3 separate regions of the Gossypium hirsutum genome follow, and all the other regions are linked to region 3. The links are chromatin contacts, called in public Hi-C maps. All regions are on one chromosome and are shown on one strand. Each heading gives the region's core, a stretch centred on a gene start, on an enhancer-like site or on the middle of the called end of the contact. The rest is flanking DNA. Distances are from core to core; before and after follow the strand shown. Region 1 holds the start of LOC107897679 (DNA mismatch repair protein MSH2). Region 2 overlaps LOC107892018 (protein CASP). Region 3 holds the start of LOC107888845.

Region 1 (4,816 bases), core at 668-3,167, 180 kb before region 3:
AAACTAACTCTCAAAGTTGAAAATTAATGAAAACAATCTCCTGTTAATGAACAATGAAGAAGCCTTTATATAGGCTAACTAAGTACATCCAAATAAAACTCTAAAGTATACTGAAACTCTAATTAATCTAAATAAGAAGTAGTTTTAAACTAAATTTTCTTGTTTGACTATGAAACAAAAACTTCTAAACAACTTATAATACTTAAACAATATCCAAAATTCGGAATAAATAAATGATAAAATAATAAAACCTAATAAATACAATTTTGAGATCATATATAATAAAAATTAAGCCTAAAAACTGAACACAATATGATTTAAACTCGAATTAAAAGCCCAAAAGTAGTAATTTCCGTCATAATCTCATTCAGAAATTCTGCTCGCGCAGTTTTCACTAAAACAGTCATAACTTAAGCTCTTGAACTTGAAATCGAGTGATTCAAAGTTTGTTTCAAAACTAAGAGATAGATCTTAAAACTCTATGCAGACATCTAAGCCCATAAATGCCTAGATACCATCCAAAAATGCATCGCAAATTGACTAATCTTTTCAGCTTGAAAATTGACAGCTTGATTGAATTGATTTCAATAAATTTCACCCATTCCGTACATGTATCAGTCCTTGTTTTCTCGAAAAGATTCATCATCGTATTTTGTCTTTGATCAAATCTTGGTTTGATTTACTTAGCCTTTGACCTTATTGTTGGGCATTGAAGTAGTGTAAGCCCATCACATCCATAGGTCCGAAATTGGGCCTTGAGACTCTCATCATATAATCAATATTATCATTTGCAAATGTTAAATTATTTAAATTTACTGATTAACTAACTTATTACTATATTCAAATTCAATAAATCTACATCGCTTTTAGGATTATAATTAATTTATACACTAAACTCGTGCATCACACGTAAGAAGACTAATATTATATATTATAAGGTTTATCTAAAATAGAAATAAACAAACATGTTCACATTATAGTTTTTTAACAAATGGACACTCCCTCGTTTAAGGCACTTATTTTCAATTTGGATAAATTTCTCTTTTATATATTGTTTTTTAAATTAGGGCTTGTTTGATAGACCATTGAAAATAATAAGTATATAAGAACTATTTATCACTTAATGGAGGATATATTCAATCAATTAAATTTTATTTTATTTATTTTATTATTATATTATCCAATAAAAATTTTACGTTTAAAATTTGATTTTTGTTTAGAATAAAGTGAAATGTTTAAAAATTAAGGATAAAATGTAGAATTTTTTTTAATTTAAAATTTATGTTTATCAAACAATTTTATAACTTAAATTCAGTACTTAAAATTTTCAACACTTATTTTTCTGCATTTAATTTTTCAATTTATCAAACATTAACTTATATTAAATTAATTTAAACATTACTTAATTTTTGAACGTATATTACAATTCATAGGACTCCTTTTTTAAATTAATGTTTCATAATAAAATTATTTTTAATACTATTAATTATTATTTTTTCATGAATTAATTTATTTTCTAGTACAAAATTTTATAATAAAATATTGACATATCTACTTTTTATTAATCATTTTAATATAATATTTCAAATCTAAATTTTTCAATTTATTTTAACAATTAATATCTTTATTTATTATAATATTTTAATATTCTATTTCGAGACTTCAAAATAAAACAATAAATATATATCATTAATATGTATTATCAATTTTAAAATTTTTTAAAAACCAATTAAATTGACAAGCACAAATGATATTATTTTGATACGGACATACAAAGTAGCATTAAACCTAAAAGAAAATATGAAGTAGAATTGAGATACTTACAAATTTGTGGCTTTGTGCATAGTGGATGAAATGAAAGAAAGGCCCAATTCTAGTTATAAATTGAGTCTCCAAGTTATCATCTGTTTTCAGGACTTGGCCCAAGCTTAGGTCAGGTTGATCCAACTTCAACACAACCAAGAAATATGGAGTACTTCGGAGACACCTTCTCACAACCCCGCCAATTCCTTTCCCGCCATCAGAAAAAGGCCCTTTATTTTAGGTTTTGTGTTTTTGTTTTTCTACAGAATCAGATTAGGTTTTTGGTTTCTGTTCTCTGAAGCTGAAAAGTAGCAATTTTCTTTCTCTTTTTTTTCCCCTGTTTTTGGGCTTTTTGGTAAGTTGTCTCGAAAATGGATGAAAATTTTGATGAACAAAACAAGCTTCCAGAGCTCAAACTAGGTACCCACTCACTCCTTTTTCTGTTAGAAACTTCTTTTGATACTTTTAATTTTCTTTTGATAATTTTTTTCCAGGAATTTATGGTTGATAATACTTTTCTCCTTTTTTGGTTTTTTTTTTGGGTTACTGTTAACAGACGCTAAGCAGGCTCAAGGGTTTCTCTCATTTTTCAAAACTCTACCGAATGTAGGCCCCCTTTTCTTTTTCTATCTATTGGGATTTATATTACTAGTTATGGTTTTTTTTCCTTTAATGTTTATTTACTTATATAATGAAACCGAACAAGAACAGGTAAAATGGGGGAGAAAATGCCATGTCAATACTTAATATAGTTTGAAAAAAATGATTTAATTTGAACTATATTTCGTTTCCCTGATCATATGGTCTCTTCCTTTACAGGATCCAAGGGCTGTTCGGTTTTTTGATCGCCGGGTTAGTTCAGGCTTATAGTCTTTACCACTGTGGGTTGTAAAATTTTATGTTGTCTTTACTTCAATTATGATTATTGGTTAAATAATTTGCTTTGAGAACTGGGTGCTTATTTTTCACCTATATTAAGAAATGCCAGTTGGGTTGTCTTTGAAATTAAATATTTTTATTTCTTAATATATAAAAAAGGAAATGGAAATATGGTCTGCATATAACTGTTCTTCAGGAGATTGCTATATACGTATACGTGTGTTATCTGAAGTTCAGGGGAAAATGGTTAAATTTTTTAAAGGATCAGACGGTTTTGGAAATATTTTTCAAATCCATTTATTCATGCTAAAGTATATTGCCATTTTTGCAATGTCCTATCCCTAATTACCCATTTTCTTATATGTACCTTTCCCTTTCTACTTGTCAACCATTTCAACCTTCATCTCTGTCAGAATTTGTAAATGTGCAATGCTGCCTGTAAAAATACACAAGCGGACATCAAGACATTCTCATATTACACACATATATATAAATGCATATGTATATATTAGGTTTCTAAAACTTGTACAAATTGATTTTGTTCTATAATGCTAGTTTTATTTTCCTTTTCATTGTAAGCACCACATTTCCAAACTATTGTTTTCTGAATATACAGGATTATTATACTGCTCATGGTGAAAATGCAACCTTTATCGCAAAAACGTATTATCGTACTACTACTGCTCTCCGGCAACTCGGTAGTGGTTCGAATGGCCTTTCAAGTGTAAGTGTTAATAAAAACATGTTTGAAACAATCACCCGTGATCTTCTCCTGGAGAGAACAGACCACACTCTGGAGCTCTATGAAGGTAGTGGCTCCAATTGGAGGTTGATGAAAAGTGCCAGTCCTGGGAATCTGAGCAGTTTTGAAGATGTTCTCTTTGCCAACAATGAGATGCAGGATACACCTGTTGTTGTCGCACTGCTTCCTAACTTCCGTGAAAATGGTTGCACTGTTGGATTTAGTTATGTTGATTTAACAAAGAGAATACTTGGTTTGGTTGAGTTTCTTGATGATAGTCACTTTACTAATGTGGAGTCAGCTTTGGTTGCTCTTGGTTGTAAGGAGTGCCTTTTGCCCTTGGAGAGTGGAAAATCCAGTGAATGTAGAACTCTGAGTGATGCTTTGACCAGATGTGGTGTTATGGTAACTGAGAGAAAGAAAACTGAATTTAAAGCAAGGGATCTGGTGCAGGATCTTGGTAGGCTAGTCAAAGGCTCCATTGAACCAGTTCGAGACTTGGTTTCTGGGTTTGAATTTGCACCAGCTGCTTTAGGAGCCTTACTTTCTTATGCAGAATTACTAGCAGATGAAGGAAATTATGGAAACTATAGCATTTGTAGATACAATCTGGGCAGCTTCATGAGGTTAGATTCTGCTGCAATGAGGGCATTGAATGTCCTAGAAAGCAAAACTGATGCAAACAAAAATTTTAGTTTGTTTGGTCTTATGAATAGAACCTGCACTGCTGGGATGGGTAAGCGGTTGCTTCATATGTGGCTAAAACAGCCTTTGTTAGATATAAGTGAGATAAATTCAAGGCTAGATTTGGTACAGGCTTTTGTGGAGGATACTGAGCTTCGCCAAGATTTGAGACAGCATCTAAGAAGAATTTCAGATATTGAACGACTTATGCGCAATATTCAAAGGACAAGAGCTGGTTTGCAGCATATTGTAAAACTTTATCAGGTAAGTTAAAACCCTAATATTTCACCGTACTAGGTGTCTGCATATCCATTGTACAGCTACTGCAGAGGAATTGGCACCTCAGCAAGGGAGTCGTCTTTCATGCTCCAAAAAATGCATTATTGTTGCCGGTGTTCTCCATCACCCTCTTTTTTGTTTTGACTCTTATTTCTTTGGATAAAGAAGATTTGATCAGGACCAAAGTTACTAAGATCTTGCTGATTCATCTTTTCATAAATAATGTTTAGCATTTCGACTAACTACTTGCTTAAGGGTTGTGCTTTAATTTAACTCTTTTGTGCTCTTTGGCCAGTAATTTTAGAATTCTGTCGTTCAGTACTTTAGGGAGCGTATATTGTTTCTTTCATTCTTACTTGAATGTGTATAGGGACATAAACTAGAGTTATACCACTCTTTATCTTCTTTTTTTATCTTTTATTGAAATTC
Region 2 (4,344 bases), core at 1,143-3,642, 160 kb after region 3:
TATCCTTTTAGCTACTAGAATTCAACTTTTCCTTTTATCAATTAATCATGTAACCGATAAAATTCTCTTAAAGAAAGTTTTATACGATATTCTTATCTCATGGTAGACCATAAAATAATTTTAAAATAATTTTTCTTACAGACTCGGATTTGTGGTCTCGAAACCACTGTTCTAATTTCACTTAAAACGGACTGTTACAATAATGAGGGACCCAGTTGACTGTCATTATGCAGGCACCAACTCAAACTTTTCAGATACCCAGAGATATTGCCTTATAAATACTATATAGAAGTTTGATGGCATAATCATAGGAAAAAAATATAGGGCTTTCTGCTATAATCAGTGTAACTTTTTTATCCATTTCCATGTAGCTAGTATATTTAACCTTTTTTTCTTATTCAAAGGTCGGCACCGCCGTGGAAGCAAGAGGACTTTCAAGCGAGGAACGACTATTGCGATATAGTAAAAGTGATGCCCTTTTCGAGGTGACAATGGTTGTTGTTATTAAATAACCCATTAATAACTACAATTGTTGTCACGTCAACTCGAGTTTGACCTCTACTGTGCCAGAACATCTGCTCTCTGCCTAAGAGTCCTCTTGTGTTCACCTCGGTGTCAACCTTCAGCTAAGAATGAAAGGTTAAAGATACTAGCGGCCTGGAAATAGAAAAAAATATATGTTGATTACACTAGAAAGCCCTTTGCTTTTCCCGATGATTATGGCTTCAATCTTATGCATGGTATATGTAAGGCATCATTTACAGGTATCCAAAAAGCTTAAACTCGTGACCACATAATGACTGTCAATTGGCCCCTAGTTATACTCGAACCCGTGATCGTATCATGGCCACCGATTGGGACCTCCACTTAAACTTCAGCCCATGATCGTATCAAGCACTATCACCTCAAAGCCTGACTTTAATAGGATGGGTTTCTGAGGTAATGGTTCTATCCCAGCACGACATATGAAATTATGTGTTATAAGACGCGTTATCACATCAGCGGCCCCTCAAATCTACATATAAACTTTCACGATTTCACTCTTAAAACCCTAAACCCTAATTCTTAACAAAAAACTCTAACTCTAACCCTAAAATTAAAAAAAAAACCCTTAAAAGTTTGAACAACTCAATTCGAATAACTCAAACTTTGAATTTCTTCGACTTGATTCGAGTTTTGCACACCCCTAGTTTAAATCAGTACCAAGTAGTCTTTGTTTTGCTTTGGTCAAAATTTTAATGTGTCTCAACCATTTCAGTGTGTTTCGGTCTATTTCAGTCAATATCAGTTTGTATCGGTGCATACCGGCTCCTATTGATTTGTGCAAAATTTTAAAATTTTTTATTTTAACCACTTTAAGTTTTCTATAATTATATTTAAAATTAAAAGCTATTAAATTAAATTATTGAACTTAATGAATAATTTTAAACTTATATTTACATATAAATATATTTATATGAATGTAATGGAGATGTATTTGTATCTATATGTAATACATAATTTTTTTTTAACAAAATAATATATAATTTATTAAGAAACTAAAAAATTATACTATAAATATATGTGAAAAGTATTTAAATGCATATATAATTTATCAAAAAACTAAAAATGAGTATATATGTAAAAAAATATTTAAAAAATCAATAAATCCAAAACAGTACATTAAAACATGTCAATATCGATAAATCCAAATAGATACATCAAAACATATCAATACGGGTACATACTAGTACCCAAACAAAAAGTGATTAGTCCACCGGTATAGTACTGACTATCCTGCTTGTGACACTAATTTAGTCAATAATTTAATTATAGTAAAGATGTTTGTTATTTTTTAAAATAATAACTTTTAAACCTTTACAAATTTAATTAATATCCGATTAACTTATGACACCAACTCAAATAAAAAAATTATAATAATATAGAAACAACATCTATCATATTTGAAAATTGATAACTTCTAATTAGGATCAAACCAATTCATAAATATGAAAATATAAAAGTTTAATGTTGCTCTCTTAGCAAAACAAGCTTGGCGATTGTTAGCTAATTTGAACTCGCTTGTTGCATGTTTGTTAAAGGCTAAATACTAATATTTTGAAAACCAAACTGGACTGGCCGGTCGAACTGGGAACTGGAAAAGTAACCAGTCCGTTCAACAGCAAAAATCCTTTTGAACCGAGTATCAGAAAAACCGGTCGAACCGGCTTTTGGAAATTTTGAACTCCCTGGATTAGGTCAAGCTGGAAAAACGATCCAATAATAAAAAAGTCTGGTTCTTTTCAACTATGAGACCAAAGCAGAAAAAAATAAATAAAAATAAATTTAAAATTTTGAAAACTAAAAGCTAATGTCCTAAATCTACCCGTGACCCTCACCCCCCACAGTCCCACACCCATCAGACCATCAGATTCTTCAGCCCCAGGATAGCACCGTCTACTCTGCCTCACCCACCCTCAATCTAGAAGGGTTTAAAGTTTAAATAGTAGAGTTATGAAGAAGAAAAGTTTAGGAAAAAGAAAAAAATATGAATTATTGAAAAAAAGAAAGAGAAGTTAGAGTGAAGAAGCCAAAGTAATCTCATCAGAAAAGAAAAGAAAGGACAGTGAAGGTCACCCACTTATAGTATTCACGAATAAGAACAAAAAATAAAACAAATATTAAAATAAGTAAAAAGTATGGTGTGTATTTACACACCTTGAACTAGCTAATGGTTGGATTCGGTGTCTACTCAGTGAAGAATGGAAATGTTTGGCTGAAGCTTTGTGACTTTGATTACCCAGACTTCTCATTTCTTCGATAGTATTATTTTTTCAACCTCCTGTTTTGCGTTATCTCTTCTTAGTTTCAAGACTTTGTATTTCCCCTTAATATCTTATTATTATCAGATGGCATTTTCTTCAAAAAGAAATATTTTGAAATCGAATTTCCTCACCTCCATTTTCAAGACAATAATCTCAATTTTTTAAAAAGAAAAATACGTGCACTGGAATTAGGATGGCGTAACAAACCCAAGTTGAGAACAAACTTAAGATCGAAAGACATGGATGTATATTATTAGCTATTTTGAACATAACATGATTGTGTTACATGTACAGTTTATTAAGTCTGTAAATTTAATTTCAATGCCATATTCTTCTCACAAGAACAAACCATAAATGAAGAAATGGCTAAGGGTAGATGTCACTAATATCCACGCGGAAGGTTCAAGTTTTTCTCAACGACGGCAGTTTCCTCAGAGCCATGGCTGCATTAACAAAAAATACATGTAGAGTCAGATTAATCTGAAAGGAAATCTGGCTTAGTTATAGTAATGATTAGGGCACGTTATCACCTGAGGTAGCTTAGAGCGGACATTCGGTATAGACAAGTAAACACTAGGATATGCAAACCAATTGTGTAGAAAAATGCAAATGTTCGAGCACACCTGCACTTACAAACCAAGTATTTCATTAGCAAATCAACGAACTTTCTAAGCAAGCAGGTATTATTGCGTCCACACGTCACGGAGAGAATTGCGTCAGACTCCCTTATACAATGGTGACCACATTAATTTAACTACGGGCCAACAAAAATGTGCTACTACTATTCTTATTTGATATATAGAAGGGATATAACACCCAAAAGAATGTAAAGGTACATGCACATAGAAATTCTGCTCATTTACAAATGCACATTTTTAGACAGGGAACAACACTCGGACCAAAGTTGACCTATAATAAGCATTTGAATGAAGTCAACTACCTTACACAATCATCCTGCGTTAAATGATCCAAACCCCAGATCCAATTACTATTCGGTTTGCTGTTTGCAAAGTAAAACGAGAAAAAAAGTTGAGCCTACTATAAGACATACCCCAACCTACGTGAAACCTATATTCACCCGCTTAAGAGTGACTATCCTCAAGAAAATAATGAAGTGGAAAGAAGACAGAGACCTAAACTCAACCTTGGTCACAATGCTAGACACCCCAAATCTACCAGCGTGATTGCCACCTTTACAAATGTGCATACACTCAAAAAGAAAAATGAAAGAAATGGAACAAGAGATCCTGCCAAATAAAGCATACTATACACTGTATATGCAATAGATGATGAAACAAAACCATACTTGTTTCCCAGAAGAAAACGTCCGCTGCTGAGTGTGATTCTGTCTCTGAAGCCCAGCTCCTTGTATCTTTGATCCCTCTCCTATGTAATAAATGAAATTGATTATTCCATTATATCCAACAAACAGCATGAATAGAAATGTGACCTGAACTCGAAGATTCCATGAATGTAAATGTTAACTGGATTATTTTGATATTTTCATATGAGTTGGCATGGACGGTAAAAAGCTGTGAGT
Region 3 (4,743 bases), core at 165-2,664:
CAACGGTTCCTACTAAAAGTCTTGAGGAATTGAAGCTTCACTACGAATTATTAGTGGAGGATGTTACTGCAATAGAGGCTGGTCATGTTCCACTTCCTTGTTATAAAGGAGAAGAACCTTCCTCTTCTGCTAAGGATTATTTTCATGGACCTTCCATGGCTCCTAATTCTGATAGGAGATCCAATTCCGGTTACGGAAATGGGTTTTCGGGGTTAACCCTTGATTCTACTGGACATGGAGGGAAACAGAGTTCGAGGTCCGACCAAGAAAGAAGGAAAGGAATCCCATGGACTGAAGAAGAGCATAGGTATTCCCCTCTACTACATCTTTTCTGTTTTTTTTTTTTCTTAAATACTGACTTAAGTATTGGAACGTGACTCGAATTAAGACTTGAGTGCCCTAGGATTTGGGGTCTTATAGAAAATAAAGATATATGCAATGTGACAAGCAACATTACATGTGTCATTCAGGTTATTTCTACTTGGTTTAGACAAGTTTGGGAAAGGAGATTGGAGAAGCATTTCAAGGAACTTTGTGATATCGAGAACTCCGACGCAGGTGGCTAGCCATGCACAAAAGTATTTTATACGCTTAAATTCGATGAATAGAGACCGGCGGCGGTCCAGCATCCACGACATCACGAGTGTTAACAATGGGGATACGTCTCATCAAGCGCCTATCACCGGCCAACAGGCTAACACAAACTCACCCGGTGCAGCGGTCATGGGGCAATCAGTGAAGCACAGGGCTCAGCCGCATTTGCCGGGTTTAGGCATGTACGGAGCGCCTGTTGGGCGGCCGATTGCTGCTGCTCCAGGGCATATTGGATCTGCTGTAGGAACTCCTGTTATGCTTCCTCCTGCTCACCATCCTCATTCCCCTCCTCCTTACATTGTCCCTGTTGCTTACCCCATGGCACCACCTCCTATGCACCAATAAGTTCAAAATTCAATTAATGATTTAAAGGTAACCTAACAAGTTGTGTTTTTGTGAACATGAAAAATATGCAGAAGGAATAAAGCAGATGAGAGAACTCTTCGTTTTTTTGCTGTAGTTATCCATTTTTCTGACTGCAAAAAAGGTACATGTTATTTGACTACAAAGTCCCCTGCCCAGATGAGTCTTTTCACTAAGCGAAGCAATGAAACTGGCTTTAAAAAAATAGCCAGATGGGTTATTTTGGGCAAATAAGTGTTGTTTATGGCTTCCTCTCATGATAAAATGTAAAAACAGTCTTATTTAAAGGCTTGTATTATTCCTACGGGTTCAGTAAAGCGCTTTCAATGCTTTTGTTCTTCATACTGACTGCAACTTTGGGAAGCTTGAACTTAGAGTAGCCCAATAGTAGTACTTCATTCGAATCTTCAAACGACAACGTTATCGGCTTCACAACCATTCGAGGCCCATATGAACACCGCCGCCGCTATATAAAAGGTCTAGGGAGGCTTTTAGGCCCTTGGGCAAATGAAGACATAAAGCCTCTGATTTCACTCCCTTTTAATTTAGTCCCTAAACTATTATTTTCTCAATTTCCTCTTTTTTTCCAATCAACCCTTGGCGTAATTTAATATGCAATACCATAAACAAATTAGCATGATAAAAGAAAATTAGCAAATTAAGGTACAATTAATATAATTAAAATGTACAGAAAATCAAAATCGAATTTAAATTTAACACATCACTAAACACATGGTTGAATAATCAAATCAAATGATTGATATATTTTTTCAAATGAGTTCATGACTCATACAATTATTAAAAATCTAAATTATTAACTTGATTGATATAAACGTTGTTATCAATATAAGACGACGTGAATTCGAGTACGAGATTGTGAAAAAAAAAACTAAAAAAGGACTATTAATATATATAAAAAAATTTATGAATACCAAAGACAAAACCTAGTGGACCATGGATACATTTCTACCTTCGAATTTGACCCAGAACTCATGGGTAGTTTTAGATTATTTCCTTTCCTTTTTGCAGTCACAGCCCTTCCGCTTAATTCAAACATTTTCTCTTCTTTATTCCAAAACCCACCTCGTCCTTGTAATGTTTTGCCGATTGCCGCCGCCACCCTGATATCCATCATTATTCACTCGATAATTGATGGAGGCTATGATAAAGAAATATCAGCAGAAATTCAAGAAAGCAAAAGATGAAATGAGTAAATGGGACGACCTTCAATCTCGCTTAATTTCCCACTTTCGAAATGCTTCTTCCATTATTTCCAGATTACAGGTCTGTTATCCCCTTTGTTTCTCTCTCCCAAATTTTGTTTATTTATTTTATTTCCTTCAAAAAACAGTTTTTTTTTTGTTTTTTTGTTTTGGTGATCAGATTATTCAAAACTCTAAAAACTATGCCAGTTTAAATTGTGTTGGAGGAATGGAAGCTGCAGTGATGCAAAAGCAGATGGATTCTTTGCAAACCATTTTACTTTCCATGAAAAATACAATGTAAGTGTTTAAGTCTCTGTTTCTATTTGCTTTTTGAGAATATAAATGACACTATGATTAATTTATTGAATGATTGATTGAAGTTGGCAAACAAACAAGGCTAAATCTTAGGTTTGAACTAGAAATTGTTTTTAATGTGTTATGTTTTAACTTTAGTTTTAAAAAGATTTTCAGGGAGGACTTTCGCGGTGTTGTTCTTTCCCTTGAGAAGCTTCAACATGATGGTAAACAGCTAGCAAAAGGTAGCTCCAATCAGATGAACAAGAAACAACTGCAACATAGAATTGGCGTAAAACCGACTCTTACAAATTGCATAGATGGGCTTGTACTTCTCCATGAAATCTATCACGACGAGTAATTAACCGTTTCCTCTTTCAAAAAATTTCCCGAGGATGTATTCTTTTCAATATGCTGCAAGTAGGAATGTGTTTGGACCTATTTATGTTTCCCTAGATTTTTCATGATTGCACTTTTCACTGTCTGTGGTTTGAGCAACTTGCTTTGATTGGGTTTTGGTCAAACTCTGAGGTAGCAAGATTCTAAATGACTGATTGTTTTGTATTTGCTAGGTACCTTCTTAAATCATCATTGGTTTCTGCACTTTCAGCTCTTACCTTGAAACCCAAGTAAGGGGAACTCATTATTTTGCTCTTGCAATTCAAAAATGTCAATAAAATTGACCTATTGTTGTATTTTATTTTATTTTTATCTTGCTAAAGGCTCCATATGGGTTCAACTGCAGCCCTGTAAGGTGCAAGGGCACCATGCCAAAGCATTTGGGTGACAAGGTGGGTATGGTGAAGTAATTCCCACTGTGTTGCACCCCTCATCAATGATTGGACACCCTTAATGAGTCCAATAGAATATGGTGCTTGCAAAACGTGATTGTTCTTTAGATTGAAGAAGTATGATAAGTAAAATTTACGTTCATCTAAACTTAGTTTCTATAGCCTATGTCTTTAGCTTGCCTACTTTTTGTCATGTAATACATGGAATAATACCCATGTAAGCCCTCGAACATCACCTTGAACTTGAAAATAAGCTCCCTATCTTTATTTCATGGAACTAGGGTAATAAGTTTTTATTTTTTTTTTGTAAATTTGTAATGAGAACCTTGACATTATAAAATATAATATTTTCTTGAAAACCTTCTTTTGTTGACTGATGTAATCTCTAAAAATTGCTAACACGAATTTATTTGGATGAACTAGATGACAATTACTTGAGAGAATCCTATTTTAAATAGTGTTGGCAATTGGACTTTATTTGCCCATTTTCGGTTTTGATGAGTAGGATTACAATGAAATGAACGATCATAATCTTAATCCACGCAATGACATATGGAGAGGTTATTTTTTGATGTTATCCTAATAATTGTGCTTAGTTATACTTTTTCCACTTGAAAATATGATTTTTTGTTAACTTGCTTCCTGGTTTGTTAAATTTATTTAAACTTGATAAAAAAAAAAAGGAATTTCTTTTACTACATTCTATAATTCATGGATTTGTAATGGTTATGAATCTTTCTTGATGTTGCAGTTCTGGTGATCTGGGTGCCCTCCACCAACTTTTGGTTGATCAACCCAATATATTAAACGAGGAAGGTACATTTTGGACAACGCATAACTTATTTTTTATGTTTTTAGCTTTACTTACCTTTCTGATCAATGCAATATACTAAAAAGGAAGGTAATATTCTGGAAAAGTTAGTCATGCTTACCTTTAGTTATCCTGATTTTCTGTAACAATCAATTTCTTATAATCATAATTATGGACAGACACTAATAGGTGGAGACTGTTGTTCTTACCTATATGATATCTTGGGTTATCGAGTTAACTTCCTATAAATTCATGTCTAGAATAAAATCATTATCAGGTATCTAACCCTGTCAAGTAAGCATTTCCATAATTCCACCTTTGATTTGTACACTTTAAAAAGAATGAACCCACAAGGATTTGGACTGCTCAACAAGAATCTCTGATCCTGCTGAAACAGCTGCACATTAATAGCAATCTTTAGTCCTTTGATAGATACTGAAGATACTGAATATTAATATTAGTTATACTCAAATTAGAACGTATCTCAATACTCTTGCATTATTGAATGGAACAAATTTCTATTTAGCCTTCTTTGGAACTTTATACCAAATGCTGCTATAGTAGCTTCAACTAATCAAATAATATAACCACAAATTTTAGCCTTATACTGGTAATTATTGTGATTTGTTTGCTATATGGAAGTTTGACTTCTATCTTTTCCTTTTTAGAATTCTTTTGCATCATT

The links. Hi-C and Micro-C count contacts between places; a contact is called where the count stands out from the background.
Region 1: a contact with region 3 is called in a Hi-C map of leaf, with 2.5 times the contacts expected there. The contact joins the promoter of LOC107897679 here to the promoter of LOC107888845 in region 3. A contact is called at or near these places in 2 of 34 Hi-C or Micro-C datasets (both in leaf).
Region 2: a Hi-C map of leaf shows a contact between it and region 3, with 3 times the contacts expected there. The contact joins the enhancer-like site here to the promoter of LOC107888845 in region 3. A contact is called at or near these places in 9 of 34 Hi-C or Micro-C datasets (anther, callus, hypocotyl and 2 more).

Annotation. Positions count from the first base shown.
Region 1 is chrD09:24,176,712-24,181,527 of Gossypium_hirsutum_v2.1, forward strand. It overlaps LOC107897679 (DNA mismatch repair protein MSH2), which reads left to right and starts at 1,918. Exons shown (of 12, transcript XR_005918577.1): 1 at 1,918-2,223; 2 at 2,360-2,409; 3 at 2,623-2,655; 4 at 3,299-4,372.
Region 2 is chrD09:24,511,044-24,515,387 of Gossypium_hirsutum_v2.1, forward strand. LOC107892018 (protein CASP) reads right to left here. Exons shown (of 19, transcript XM_016816980.2): 17 at 4,111-4,190; 18 at 3,335-3,427; 19 at 3,029-3,247. The coding sequence ends at 3,187. Among protein-coding and RNA genes, the nearest start is that of LOC107892018, 19 kb to the right of the region's middle. Within about 2 kb of position 2,393, at least 7 of the 9 cell types and tissues checked have an H3K27ac peak or open chromatin away from gene starts, as enhancers often do. A contact at or near this core is called in hypocotyl and leaf, where this site is marked.
Region 3 is chrD09:24,356,787-24,361,529 of Gossypium_hirsutum_v2.1, forward strand. It overlaps LOC107888845, which reads left to right and starts at 1,415. Exons shown (of 6, transcript XM_016813093.2): 1 at 1,415-2,241; 2 at 2,341-2,459; 3 at 2,634-2,813; 4 at 3,029-3,085; 5 at 3,999-4,063. The coding sequence starts at 2,110. LOC107888844 (transcription factor MYBS1) reads left to right here. Exons shown (of 2, transcript XM_016813091.2): 1 at 1-307; 2 at 471-1,299. The coding sequence ends at 939.